3 separate regions of the Sus scrofa genome follow, and all the other regions are linked to region 2. Evidence: chromatin contacts called from public HiChIP or PLAC-seq data. All regions are on one chromosome and are shown on one strand. The core of a region is the stretch at or near the end of the contact, and the rest is flanking DNA. Distances in the headings are between cores, read along the strand shown.

What was found. HiChIP or PLAC-seq counts read pairs in DNA pulled down with a chosen protein or histone mark.
Region 1: an H3K27ac HiChIP or PLAC-seq map of alveolar macrophages shows a contact between it and region 2. The contact joins two enhancer-like sites. A contact is called at or near these places in 4 of 47 Hi-C or Micro-C datasets (embryonic fibroblasts, liver, omental adipose tissue and 1 more) and 1 of 2 datasets of contacts at active chromatin or transcription factors (alveolar macrophages).
Region 3: an H3K27ac HiChIP or PLAC-seq map of alveolar macrophages shows a contact between it and region 2. The contact joins two enhancer-like sites. A contact is called at or near these places in 2 of 47 Hi-C or Micro-C datasets (both in embryonic fibroblasts) and 1 of 2 datasets of contacts at active chromatin or transcription factors (alveolar macrophages).

What each region holds. Positions count from the first base shown.
Region 1 is chr1:133,284,403-133,288,903 of Sscrofa11.1, forward strand. No RefSeq gene overlaps it. Among named protein-coding and RNA genes, the nearest start is that of TMCO5A, 97 kb to the right of the region's middle. Within about 2 kb of position 2,804, at least 8 of the 83 cell types and tissues checked have an H3K27ac peak or open chromatin away from gene starts, as enhancers often do. A contact at or near this core is called in alveolar macrophages and embryonic fibroblasts, where this site is marked.
Region 2 is chr1:132,586,074-132,591,071 of Sscrofa11.1, forward strand. No RefSeq gene overlaps it. Among named protein-coding and RNA genes, the nearest start is that of RASGRP1, 110 kb to the right of the region's middle. Within about 2 kb of position 3,533, at least 16 of the 83 cell types and tissues checked have an H3K27ac peak or open chromatin away from gene starts, as enhancers often do. A contact at or near this core is called in alveolar macrophages and embryonic fibroblasts, where this site is marked.
Region 3 is chr1:131,900,148-131,905,010 of Sscrofa11.1, forward strand. No RefSeq gene overlaps it. Among named protein-coding and RNA genes, the nearest start is that of THBS1, 160 kb to the left of the region's middle. Within about 2 kb of position 3,459, at least 4 of the 83 cell types and tissues checked have an H3K27ac peak or open chromatin away from gene starts, as enhancers often do. A contact at or near this core is called in alveolar macrophages, where this site is marked.

The sequences.
Region 1 (4,501 bases), core at 1,554-4,053, 700 kb after region 2:
TTTCTCTTATAATCAGCAATGTTGAGCATTTTTTCATGTGTTTGTTGGCCATCTGTATATCGTCTTTGGAGAAATGTCTATTCAGGTCTTTTGCCCATTTTTCCATTGATTGATTGGCTTTTTTGCTTTTGGGTTATATAAGTTGTTTATATATTCTAGAGATTAAGCCCTTGTCAGTTGTATCATTTGAAACTATTTTCTCCCATTCTGAAAGCTGTCTTTTTGTTTTCTTTTTGGTTTCTTTTGCTGTGCAAAAGCTCTACAGTTTGATGAGGTCCCATGGGTTTATTTTTGCTCTAATTTCTATTGCTTTGGGAGACTGACCTGAGAAAATATTCATGATGTTGATGTCAGAGAGTGTTTTGCCTATGTTTTCTTCTAGGAGTTTGATGGTGTCCTGTCGTATATTTAAGTCTTTCAGCCATTTGGAGTTTATTTTTGTGCATGGTGTGAGGGTGTGTTCTAGTTTCATTGCTTTGCATGCAGCTGTCCAGGTTTCCCAGCAATGCTTGCTGAATAGACTTTCTTTTTTCCCATTTTATGTTCTTGCCTCCCTTGTCAAAGATTAATTGACCATAGGTGTCAGGGTCTTATCTTTTTCTTATCTCCTTACCTCCCCTGTCCCTTACAAAAGGTCAGACATGGATCCATGCTTGATCAGAGTATTCCTGTCCCTTTAGCCACATTGATTGTGGGATGGGATAGACAACTGACCGCAGCTCAGTCAGTTTATCTGAACTCTCATGCTGGAGCTATTAGAAAAGACTATTTCATTCTGCTAAGATTGCTAATCTGGTATAAAATTTAGGTTGTTGGCAGCATCTTCCCACTAAAAGGAAAGTGCCTTTCCAAGGAGAAGAGAGAGAGAGAGATAAAACTCCAGTGACATTGCTTTAAGGCTTCAGGATCCAGCTCTTCCTGAAACTCCAGATTTTTAGTTTGATGAAGCAGTACATTTTTGTATGCTATAAAATTATAAATTGGATTAAGCTAAGGTAACTTGCAACCAAAGAGGTTTTTTTTTTTTTTTTTTTAGGGCCATACCCAAGGCATATGGAAGTTCCCAGGCTAGGGGTAAAATTGGAGCTGTAGCTGCTGGCCTATGCCACAGGCACATGAACGCCAGATCTGAGCCTCATCTGTGACCTACACTGCAGCTCATGGCAATGCCAGATCTTTAACCCACTGATCGAGGCCAGGGATCAAACCCGAGTCATCATGGATACTAGTTGGGTTTGTTACTGCTGAGCCACAACAAGAACTCCCAAAGAATTCTAATATAGGTAGTGAGCAATCTTCTGCTTTGCAGGGATCCAGTATCTTAGATTTTTAGGATTCACTAGAAGAATTGATCAACTCTAACTTTGCTGAGCCTCTACGATGTTATTCCAAAAATACATCATTTGTTCACTATGGTACTATTTAGCTTATCCATTTAGCCACAGATTTCCCTTGACAGAGCTCTTTATTGGGCAAGGTCAATCTTGGAAAGATAACACAAGGAGGGAAGGTAATCAAGTAGGCAAACCTCGAGGAAAACTGAAGAAAACCTCTTCCCTCCCCAAGTTCTGCTGTCTCCTAGTTTGCAGACTCAGATACCACTTGCCTTCTTTTGCTCAAGGATGGTTCTTGGGGTCAGTGGGGTAACACATCCTCTGTCTCAAGCGTGAGAGATGGAAAGAGGAAGCATCTTAGTTTCCACAAGATGTTCCTGCTCAGTATCTTGGGCAGTATATTGACAAAGAGATCTGGATTTATAAAACTTATATGGAAAAACAAGTAGCCCAGCAGTCTGATGAAAAACAGTGTGGTGAAAAAGAAATATCGAAAAATCCTGGAAAGAGTCAAGAAAAAGTTAATGAGAGGTTAGAAAAAGTGGAACAAAATAGTCATACCTAAATGCATGTCTGACTCCTTCTATCAAGAAATCTCCATCCCAACAACCTCTTATAAAGGCAGTCTTTTCCCATATGCTGGCCTGCCCCAGCCGTTCTTTCTTCCATTACCATGTTTAATTTTCTTTTAGCATTTGTTACTAAGTGAAATTATCTTGTTTTTATTTTTGTTTTGGAACATTGTTTTCCAAAGCAGTTGCACCAATTTATACTCCACCAGCACGGTGTATGTTTCTGAGGATCCATATCCTCTCCAACATTTGATATCATCAGATTTTTAGTTTTGCCGGTCAAATGGGTACAAAGTTATATCTCATTGTGGTCTTGGCTTGCATTTCCCTGTTGAACGATGATGCTGAACATCTGTTCATAGGCTTAGTCATTTTGTGTATTTCCTTTTGCCCATTAATCTACTATGTTTTTGGGATTTTCTCATTGATTTGTAGGAGTTCTTCGTATGTTCTGGCTATCAATCATTTTCCATTGTGTGTATTTGAATATCTTCCCTCTATAACTTTCACTTGCTCCAAGGTGTTAAAGAACAAAAGTTATTTTTAATAAAGTCTGATTTATCAACCTTTCCTTTAATAAGAATCATTACTTTTTGTGTCTTGATTAAAGAATCATTCCCTATACTCAAGGCCTAAAAGATACTATTTTCTATTAAGAGCTTATGGTAGTTTAAAAATATGTCTGAAATTTCTTTGATACTCCCCCCTTGAAGGGATTCCTCTCCACTGGAGCATGGACTAGACTTAATGACTTACTTCTAAAGAATATAGTGGATGTGACAGTGTGTGATTTTCTAGACTATGTACTAAAATTGTTGCAGCTTCCTCCTTACTCTCAGGAGGAAGCCAGCTGTCAGATGGTGAGGACATACAGGCAGCCTGATGGAGAGGTCCATGTGATGAGGAACTGAGACCTCCTGCTGACAATCAGCTGTGTGAGTCAGCTTCCTTGGAAATGGATCCTCTAGTCTCAGCCAAGCCTTCTATTGAATGTCATTTCAGCCAGCATCTCAACTGCAACCTCATAACAGATCCTGTTAGAAAGGGTCTAACAGCTAAGTAGCTCACAGATTTCTGATGCACAGAAAATGTGAGTTGATAAATGTTTGTTGTTTGAAGGCACTAAATTTGGGGGTAATTTGTTATGTGGCAGTAGATGACTAATGCTGAATTTTGTAAGTTTTTTTCTTTTAAATCAACATTTAAATCCTTAACACATCTGGGATTGCTTTCTGTTATACAGTATAGTAGTGATGTAATCTTATTTTTTTCCTCTTCTGGATAACCATTTCCCCCCACTGTATTTGTTGAACAATCAATCATTCATTTCCCCTCTGACATACAATCATAATTATATATTAAGTTTCTATATGTGCACTGTTTCTGAATTTTTTGTTCTATTCCACTGGTTGATTTTCCTATTCCTATGTCTTTTTTTATTAGATATTTTATTTTTCTTTCTTTTTTTATTAGAGTATAGTTGATTTAAAATGTTGTGCCAATTTCTGCTGTACAGCAAAGTGACCCAGTTTTATATATATATTCTCTTTCTTGTACTATCTTCCATCATGGGCTAGTCCAAGAGACTGATATAGTTCCCATGCTATACAGTGGGCCTCATTGTTTATCCATTCTAAATGTAATAGTTTGCATCTACTAACCCCAAAGTCCCAGTCATATTAAGTCTTGATATCTCAAAGGGCATGTTTCTCACCCTTTGCTCTTCTTTAAAATTGTCCAGGTTATTTTTGACCTTTTACTCTCCCATATCCTATATATGTTAGTATAGTTTTATTCAATTCCATGAAAAATATTTTGGGGAATTTGATTAAAATTAAATTGATTCCACTAATCATTTGGAGACCATTGATATATTTATAATATTAAGGCTTCCCATCCAAGATCGTGGTATTTCTGTTCTTTCATTCATGTTGCCTTTAAATATTTCGAAGTAAATTTCTATACATTTCTTTAGGGTAGTCCTTTTTTTTTTTTTTTAAACTGACAAATTATGTTGCCCTTGCAGTTTTAATATGATTTACATGGGACAACCTCCCCTATTTCCTTTGCTATATTACCCTTATCTCCCTTTGCTGGGCTGCCTTCTGCCCCAGGACCAATTCCCGGCCCACCTCCATTCACCAGTCAAATACAACCCTTTTCCCTCTAGTTTTCTTAAGTTTTCCTGTAGAGTTAATCTTGGCAACAAGAACCAGGATCTATTCTATTACGGCATCTTGGTCAAAATTAGAATCAAAAGACTTTTTTTTTAGAAACCTCTTCCCACCACATTGGATACAGTATTCCTGAAAAGGCTCCAGGAGGATATTCCCAGGGAAAATCTTAGGACTAGCACAGCTTTCTTATTTCTTGTCAGCATATAGTACACTAGTGCCCCAAGGATGATGGATATGAACTAGAGGGAAGGCATTTGATGTTTGATATGATGAAGTAGACTTGCTGGGCTGATGTTTCTTCAGGACACCAACTCTCTTTAAGGCAGACATTTCTTATCCCAGGCATTCACTTGGGCAACACCATGTTGCTCACTGGTATTGAATTATGGGGGGAGGTGACCAAGGGCTTCTAGGGAAA
Region 2 (4,998 bases), core at 2,283-4,782:
AAGGAAGGTGACACCCGTGGAGAGAACAGCACCATGTCTGCAGCATGGAGGCACTAGTGAACGAGGGCCACCAGAGGTGCAAGGTCCTCCTCACCAAGGCCCTCCAACTGGAAGCCACAGCATTTTCTCTGGACCCCAGAAAAGCCAGCAGCCTAGACCGGGCCCCACTATTTCACCCATGTTGGTCGCACCTAGAAATAACATTCTTGCCACCCAAAGGGGGACCTCTGAAAGGTCCTGGTGGAGGGGACCTAAGCCAGGGGGCAGTGACTGACCCAAAATAACTGACTAGCCTTGGTTGTCTGTAAGCCAAGGCTGGCCCGTTCCCCTCATGTGCGTAACCACGAAAGGAACCTTGAGGGGCTCCATTTAATCAATCTACTTCTGACTCTAATTTTGATAAGTATTTTTTGGCCCAAAGTGTAAACCATGGCCAGGGCTTGTCTCCATAGAAATCTAAGGAGCCTCCAGAGCAGCAAGTCCAGGCATCTTATGGCTCCTCCCACCCCCAGTCCCAGGCCACCATGGACCCTGAGGGAACTGACAGGAAGAGACTGCAGGCTGAAAGTCTTTAAGGACTGGACATCTTTCACCAGGCACCACACATTCTTTCTGGCCTAGAATAGGGAAACAGCAGCCCATGGGAAGTGAGGCCTGGAGAGCTTAGATGGGCCTGAGGAGACAGACCTCCTGGGCAGCTGTCCTGTTGACGTCCTGGTTGTTCAGACCCCACATCCACTCACAAGCTTGTGGTAGGGTTTTGACTTTTGCACACAGAACCTGAAGAATCAAATCATCTGTTATTTCTTTTTCTCTGCTCCCAGCCCCACAAAAACTGCGAAGGAAGAAGGCACTCGAAGCTGAACACAAACTGCTAGATTCAGAGGACACTGCCCCAGCTGTGAGTTAATGACCACTAAGGATTACAGGCTATATGAACAGGAACAGCTTCTTTCCTTTTTTCCCTGCTGGCATGTGAGCTGTAAAAGGGACTAACAAGGAGAGGGAGAGAGAAGCTTAAGAGCTAAACAGCAGGTTAAGGATCCAGTGTTGTTACTGCTGGGGTGCAGGTTTGATCTTCCACATCCATTGGGCATGGCCAAAAAAAAAAAAAAAAATAGGAAGGGGCAGGTAGCTTCTCCCCTGCCATCCTCATCATCACCACCAACAACCCTCAAGCCTTGTCCTGAGTGGGGTAGGAAGAAGGAAGGAAATAAGCAGGACACCCCACAGAGCTCCTGAGGGGAAGAGAGTTCGTATGCTCTGCCCCAACTGGAGTTTCCTAGGCAGCCCCGTGAGACACCTCTGCCTGGAGAGGGGCCAGTGGGGAGAAGACGTGGCACGGTAAGATAGGAGAGCCCGGAGCCCACTTCCAGGCTCCCTAGAGTCAAGCCTTGTAATGGTCACATGTGGTCTGGAGGCCTTAACTGGAACCTGAGCCAACTTGCCAGCCCCAAGAGGACATTTGGATAAAGAGAAGAGGAGCATGTGGGCTGGGTGTGGACCCCCTGCCAGGGGCGAGGGGCCAGGGGCTGCTTCTCAGAAGCCGCAGAAATGAGAGGAAGCAGTAGGAGGTCCTTTGTGCTTCCTGAAAAGGCCGGCCTCTAGCAGAATCTCTACCAGGGGCCAGGCCAGAGGCGAGGCCAGCATCAGCAGCAGCAGAGAAGTAAACTCCGATGTGCCAGGAAGCACATGCCTTCCCTCTCCCAGAAAACAGCCAGCCGTGAAAACGGACTTCCCCACCACTGAGAGCTACCAAGGAAATCAGGATGCCAAAGGCAAGAAAATTATACTCAGTTATAAAATGCATTCCATGGGAGTTCTCCTTGTGGCTCAGTGGTACTGAACCTGACCAGGATCCATGCGGACTCGGGTTGGATCCCTGGCCTCGCTCAGTGAGTTAGGGATCCGGCGTTGCAGTGAGCTGTGATATAGGTCACAGATGCTGCTCGAATCCCATGTGACTGTGGCTGTGGCTGTGGCTGCGGCTGGAGGTTGCAGCTCTGATTCAACCCCTAGCCTGGGAATTTCCAAATGCTGTGGGTGTGGCCCTAAAAAAGACAATAAATAAATTAATTAAATGCATTACACTTTGTAGCCATTTGTGTTAGTTTTCCGCTCCTGCCATAATAAATTACCATAACTTTAGCAGCTTCAAACACAGATTTTTTTTGGTCCGAGTTCTGTGGGCCAGATCCCACAAAGCTCATGGGGCAATCGAGGTGTCAGCATGGTTGCGTTCCTTTGTGGAGGTTCTGAGGGAGAGTCCATTTCTTTGCTGGTCCAGGTGTCGGCAGTTTCTGGGGGGTGTGGGACTGAGGTCCTCATTTCCTTGCCAGCTGTCAGCTCAGGTCTCCCTGAGCTCTCAGAGGGCTCTTGCTGGTCATTCATGCCTCCCCTTGTATCTCAGCACCAGCGAGGCATCAAATCCTTCTCACAGCTTCTCTTTGGCCTTCTCCACGCTCACGTTTCTCTCTCTGGGCACTCCCAGGGAAGGTCTCCTGCTTTTACAGACTCGCATGGTTAGAATAGTCCACTCGATAATCCAGAATAACCTCTCCAGCACAAGGTCCAATGTGCTAACCACACCTGCTGAGTAAGGTAACATATGTGCAGGATCTGGGGATCAGGATGTGAACATCTTTGGAGACCTGTCATTGTGTCTTCCACACCATTATACAGTCAACGAGAATTACTTTATAGCAGGACCAGGGCTACCTGCTGGTTTAAAATGCCATTATCAGGGGCGTTAGGCTGCGGTGGGAAGTGGAGGGGAGGGGCGGCACACAGGGACATCTGTCCTTTGCAGTAGTTCAGGGAGCACCATTTACACAAAATCCAATATGAACTCTACCCACCATCCACTCATGCACCATCCTCTCACTCCCTTGGCTCACCAGCACTCACCCTGGTCTGGAGTGTGCTCAAGGTCTCTGAAGAGGTCATTGCAATTCTCAGGGAAGCTAAAGAGCCTAGCAGGTTTGGCCACAGCAGAAAGACCAAGAAAGGCCTGGACACAAATGCTGTTCCCACCCTTTCGCCTATTTCCTGATGTGGTTTCACGGTCCCCCAAGGGACAAGAGAGGGAAATGCCCAGGGTCCTCCAGGGCCCTTTGTAACTCCACATCAGAATATGGCGAGAAGGCAAAAACGTTGGTTTCTTACTAACTGAAGCCCCTTCCGGCTGAGGCTCCCTGGCCTATATTTCACGGCTCCTGAGCTCATGGGAGCCACTGACTTGCTGGTTTGTTTCTCAACCACAGTCATGGTGAGTCAGCACAGTGGTTAGCTCTCAGCCGGGAGGCCACAGCCCCCAGCAGAGCCCCAGGCAGACCAGCCTCCTGATCAGCCCGACCTCCATCCCTGGGCCTTACTGGGCTGGCTGGAACCCAGGGGCACACTGCACAGCTGTGCATCCAGCAGAGTGTACGGCTTCCAAAGCCAGGGCATGAAAGATGAAGGTAATGAATAAACCAGGAAAGGAGGCATCAGCCTGGTCCAACAAGCACTGGCTTGCATTTGGCCAATAGCACCTCAGGTTCATCTTGCCTTCCTCTGCTCTAGAGGCCGTGTCTGGGAGCCAGGCCCTGACAACTAGCATCCTTCCTGCACACACAGTCCACCTCACAGCCCTACAGTCTGGCCAGCCAGACTGCTGGGGAGGGGTGTTCAGTACCCCTCATTTAAAGGGCTCTTACTACTCATGCCACAAAACCCAAAACACCAGTGGTGGTCACATCTTCCTCTGACACTTCAAACTTGCTGGTGGGGAAGCTGTTTTGGTGGTGATGCCAAAACATTCCTCATTTTATCTTTTCTATATGCCTCTCCAGGGCTAAGTCACTGACAATAGCCCTGAGTGATACAAAACCAGTTGATAGCAGGAAGGAAACTGATCAGCAGCTAACTAGCTCCAGACGATAGCTCTGTGGCTTGGAAGACAAGTCTTACTCTAAAGGGCCCCCCCAGCCCACCCCAGACCTGAATTACTCTGGCAGCTCTTACAGGGAACATATGCCCCCTGCGTTTCTGCTTAAGGGTGTTGGCCTACAGCTAAGCCTAGGAGGGGGCTTTCCTCTCAGATCTGCCCTCAAAGAGCACCACTGCAGTGACCAGAATTGTCAGTGTCTCTAATCACATGCACACTTAACTCTAAGAACAAAGACTGGCAGAGGACTCTACTGCTGCTTATTGCTAGCAAGGGACAAGGTTATTTGACCCTGCGGAGTCTCCAATTGCTGATTACAGGTAGATGTGGCTTCTATTATTTAAGTCACATAATTCTCTCCTTGCTCCTGATCTACTTTGTGAAACATCCCTAGAAAACTCTGCACCTACTCAAAATACCCAATACGTGGGCACCTTTACATGTCCTACCAGCTTCCCCCATTTCAGCTTGGGTGCATTCATAAATAAGTTAATAGTTCAACTATATGACAAGCTCTCACATAAGAGGGATCATAGGCCTCGTCACCATCAGAACGAGAGAGATTTGCCCCCAAGTTTTGGCTACAAAGCTGCAGACATCATGTCAACCACCTGACATTTGGGGAATAGTGGCAAATCCTCTCTTCCTTCTCACTGTGGTGAGCCCAGGTCATGGATCCAGTCTCTTCACCGGGAATACAGGCTAGTCATCTTGAGTGCACAAAATGATAGCAAAAATAAAGTCACAGGTTGCAGAAGATCTTCAACTCAGGAAAGAAGGCGTTGGCTGGGAGTATCTGCTGTGTTGTGCCCCATCCAGGGATATACAGACATGTTGTGCCACCAGCTCTTGTCACCTGAGGATGTAAGTCAGTTCTCAGCAGGGGGAAAGTCTCTCGTACTGTCATGGGGATAGAGATTCATATATAAAGGACTGCAAAGGACAATTGATTTCTAATGAACTAGACCCAGAGTGACACTGAAAGATGGAAGGTGAGATGTTTAGGTGGGCAGGTAGTTAGGTAACATTGTTCCTGAGAGAGTCTCACATGTTCTGGGAAGGCAAGGCTC
Region 3 (4,863 bases), core at 2,209-4,708, 690 kb before region 2:
TTTTTTTTTGTTCTTTCCTCTAAAGCCTGGCTCATTGTTGGTACCCAATAAAGATTTACTCATAGTCAAATGAGTTCAAAGATGTCTTAAAATTGTTGCAGAGACCACTCACAACTGACAAGAACCCTGAATCACATAAGCTCTGTGACTTTGGATGAGTTCCTCAAACTCTTGGAGCCTCAATTTCCTAATGTGAAAACAGGGGTAGTAAGAGACTGTATGTTTTAGGGTTTTGTAAGAAGTAGAAGTAAGAAGAAATAATTTAGGTAAAGTGCTTAGAAGAGTGTCTGATACACCATAAATGCTAGGTTTATTTCTGTCTATGCCATTTTGGAGGATGAAGGGTTGTATTGAAGGATGATTCTCAGGTGTAAAATAGAACCTGTGAGAAAAGGTAAAAAATGATGGAATCATAGTGTCTGGGGGGAGGGGGAAAGTAAGCTGAGGGATGATGAAATGCCACACTGAGGGCCTGCCCAGGACATTATGATGGACTCTTCTCCATCTTCACTCAATATGGGATGTAAATAAACTTTGATAAATGTCAGCATGTTAGATACGTCAGTCGTAAATTAAAATTCCCACTAGAGAGCCAAGTTGAATGCTATCTTCCAGTTATTTCTCTCTATTCTTAACTATTGTTGTGATTTGGTCACTTTAGTGTCTCTGTGTTGCAAGAGGTTTATAATGCGTTGCTAGAAACTAAAATTAGTGTTTCAGGGCAATGCATTGGTTTCTACTCGGGCATAGTCAGCCAACGGCACATCCTGTCTTTGCGTGTTTTCTGTTTCATGTGTTCTCCAGATGAGCAATTAACATTTAAGTGGGCATTTTGATGCTTTTTAAAGAGGAGGAAATATAAGACCTTGGAACATACTTGTGACATGAATACTCTGATATAATTAAAAGTTGAGATGGGTAACTGTTGCCTAGGACTTACATTTTTGCCGCCTGAGACTTATTTCATTTTTGGCCGTTTATTTCAGTTGTGAATTTATTTAAAATATATATTGTATTTCCTTTTTTACACATAAACATTTTACATTTCTATCCTATTATATGTGTACTTATTCAATATTCAGACATTTAACAAATACTTATTAAGCATCTTCTGGGTGGGAGGGGTAATGCAAGGATTCAGGAAGAACTGGAGTTGTCTCTAGCTCCAGAGAGCCTCATTCTGATTGGAGAGTGAATAATCTAGAGCACAGATATTTCCTCCCTTGATTAATTGTTATTTAGCTTTAGCTGTGTTCTAGGTATTGTTTTGGCACTGGTGATAGAGTCTCCCAAAAATAAGGTTCTTCCTTGGAGCCCGCAGTCTATAACTCCTTATTATATGTGTTAAATTTCATAAAAGAGGAATATCAAAGCACTGTGCAAATTTAGAAATGAAAGAGCACTTCCATCCAGGAAACTTTGAAGGAGGACATGGGCCTTAGGGAAAAGATACGAGTCTGCCAGCGAGCAAAAGGCCCGAGGCTTTCTAGGTGGACAGAGGAGGCAGAGGGAATAAGATTCAGATTCCCAGTTCCATCAAGCAATTCTCTGATGCCAGCCGAGTGTCCAAAAATTCAACCCAACTCTGACACTATCTACCCAGAGATAGCACTAGATCACAGGGGTTAAGGGCTCAATCCCATGAGACTGCCATCTACTTCAGATGTCACATCAAGCCCAGGTTATTACCTCTGCTTCTGACAAACTGGCTCTAAGTCAGAGGTTCCCCTGACTCCCCCTTGGGTTCTATTAATTTGCTAGAATGACTTACAGTACTCAGAAAACCCATTTACTTACTAGATTATCAGTTGACTACAAAGGATATTAAAGGATAGGAATCAACAGCCAGATGAAAGAATACATAGGGCAAGGTCCCAAAAAAAGGAGTTTGGTCCCTGTGGACCCAGCATGATGTCATGTGAGGATGTTGTGGTTCATCAAACTGGAAGTTCTCTGAATCCCATCCATTTTGGGTTTTTATAAAGGTTTCATTACATAGTCATGGCTGATTAAATCATTGGCCATTGACTATTGATTTGACGACCAGCCAATCCCCAATGAGCCCCTGACCCCTACCCTGCTTTCCCCAACCTCTCCAGAGGTCAGTGGGGTGGGATGAAATTTCCAGTCCTCTAATCACAAGGCTGGGTTCCCTGGCAACAAGACTTTAGGTCTTTTCTAAAATTCACCTCATTAACATAACAAAAGACGGCTTTATCTCTCTCCTCCTTGGAAAATTCCTCAAGAGGTTTTCAAGCCCCATGCCAGGAGCAAGAGGAAAGACCAAAAGCATATTTCTTATCCTATCATATGGAGCTTGAAGATTTGAACACATGAGCCACATCTAGGGGACTCCAAGCCATCTATTAAAGCACTGACTGGGAAAAAAACAAAAGAGTAGACACTAAGTTAACTTCTGCACTCTTGACATGGGCTGGATAATTTTTGGTTGTAGGGGCTGTCTTGGACATTGCAGAATGTTTAGTAGCAAATGCCAATAAATAGCTTCCTCCACTTGTGTACAAAAACAAAACAAAACAGAACAAAAATGTAGACATGGCAATGGAATGAGAGCAGATTTTGGGGACCCTTGACTACCACAGTAAGAAGGACTGACTTTAATTGGGTATAAAAGACCCAACAATATCAACTAAAGAATTAAGCTGTCAGATTTGTATATTATATTGAAATCAGAAGATACTGAATAGGTGATGGGGAGGTTATTGAAGAAGAACTACTAATAAGGGGTTAACAAAGTCATGAAAGGAAGAGAAAAAAAAGAAGGAAGAGGTAGAAATTATATAACTTGTCTACCTTTCCTTGGTTGTTTCCAAGTCTTTTCTATCTGTTGTTTGTTTCATTCTTCTCTTTGTTGAATGTTGAATGCTAAACTTTACTATCCGAGGAGAAGAACTACACAATGTTATAAAGGTAACCTCAAATCATTTCTTTATTATTGATGGAGCAGGTTTCTTAAGGGACAATTCTTCCTTGGGGAAGTGAAGCACAGAAAATTGTATAATCATCAGGGTTGTCTTAGGACTATGGGAATTTGAAGAGCAGGAGATGTAGTCCCTTCCAGCTCCCTGGTGGCATTCCTGGCTGGAAAGAGCCGAAAAGATGTGCTTTTCTTTTCCAACTGTAAATTTAGCCTTCGTTATAGGAAACTTGGGAAGAGCAACTCTACATCCATTCCATTCCATAGTATGTTGGGGTCAGTGTATGCGTGTGTGTGTGTGTGTGTGTGTGTGTGTGTCTGCAAGAAAGAGAGAGAGTTGTGTATCTGTGTGGGAGAGAGGTGTGTGTATGTGTGGGAGAGAAAGGGTGAGAGAGTGAGAGAGATTCCTTTTTCGGTCTTACACCACTAGGGCTTGAACTTACTCTTCTGTGCCACTGCAGATACTGTTTCTGAGTGTTTGTAAGCAGGAAGTATGGAAACCTAGTGGTTTCCAAGCTCAGTACTTCTGCTGATACACTGTAGATGTTGGGCAAATCATTTAACCTCTCTGTGCCCTTGCACATTGAGAATGAGGAAGCCAGATTCCATGAAACATTCAACTTTCAAAATGGGTTGTGGTCAAAGAGATCGAGCGTCCTGGCTACTTGGCTTTCCCTTAATCTCCCATTTCTAAGTTATGATCAAACTTTGGATTGTGATGGAGTCAACAGTCACTTAGTGCCTGTCTGTGAATTTACCACAAGTCTAACCATGAACTTGGATTTGAGGGTCTACATCTTAGCCTTTAAAATGTTTTCTCTCAGTTCTTCCTGAGGCTCTGCCTATGGGGAACAAGGTATAAGATGCCCAGAAAGAGGGAAAATACCTGGAGAGTCTGGAGGCAGAGACAACTTCTAGAAATATGTTTGCTCTTCTACTCAGACAATTGACTTCTGGCTTATAAGCAGCTTGATTTGTTTTATACTTTTGGGGGTGGAATTTAACACAACATATTCTGGTTAAGTGCTTCCTAAAGGCCAAGAACTGGGCAATCATCAATAAACAAGAAGCACATGATGCTCCAATTGTTCAGGAGGTTACTTTTAGTGGGAGAAGACAGACAATACAAAAAATTCGTTTGTGGGTTTCTTTTGGTGGTAATAATTGATAAAATAATAAATTATGTTAGAAGAGAAAGGATGCTGGGGAGGTTTAATCTTTTAGATAGGGTGGTCAGAGGAGACATTTCTGATAAGGTGATGTTTGAGTGGTGATGTTTGGGCAGAGGGTGAGGGAATGTCACAGCCATGAGGGAAGGGCACTCCAGGTGGAGGGGAATAGCAGTGCAAAGGTTGTGAAGAGGAGGAAGACTGGTGTGTTTGCAGAGTACAGGGCAGCCTTCACTTGACGCTCAGACTAGGGCCATGAACAGCCTGAGGTAGATTCTGTAGTTCTGGGATATAGGCAAAGTGGCCTAGCTATTCTACTGTCCTTTTCTGCTTTTTTCTTCCCTACTTGGAAGTGTGCAAAAGCACTAGTTACCCTATGGCCCACTAGAAAAAGCTGGATTGTGGTTCTAGGTAGATCAACAACTTTGAAATGAGAAATTCATGGAGAAAATTCTAAATGACAGTTTTGTACCTACTGGAATGGGAGCTGATACAAATGGATTGGGGTTGGAGAGCTGGTGACTGAAAAATATTTGAGACTTGTGGTTACCACCTGCGAGTATCAGCAATAAGACCCTCTGAGGCTTTGGAGGGTCCACTTGGCTCAGGGACTCCAGAGAAGGTTGGCAATAAGTAACATGTGTCTCCAAGTGTATGATGTTAAATTTCCTCTTAGACCAGGGGATCATATCGTCACTTACTGGCACCTCTCACTGCACAGAGCATAGTACAAGGCAGATCATCAGCAGATATTCA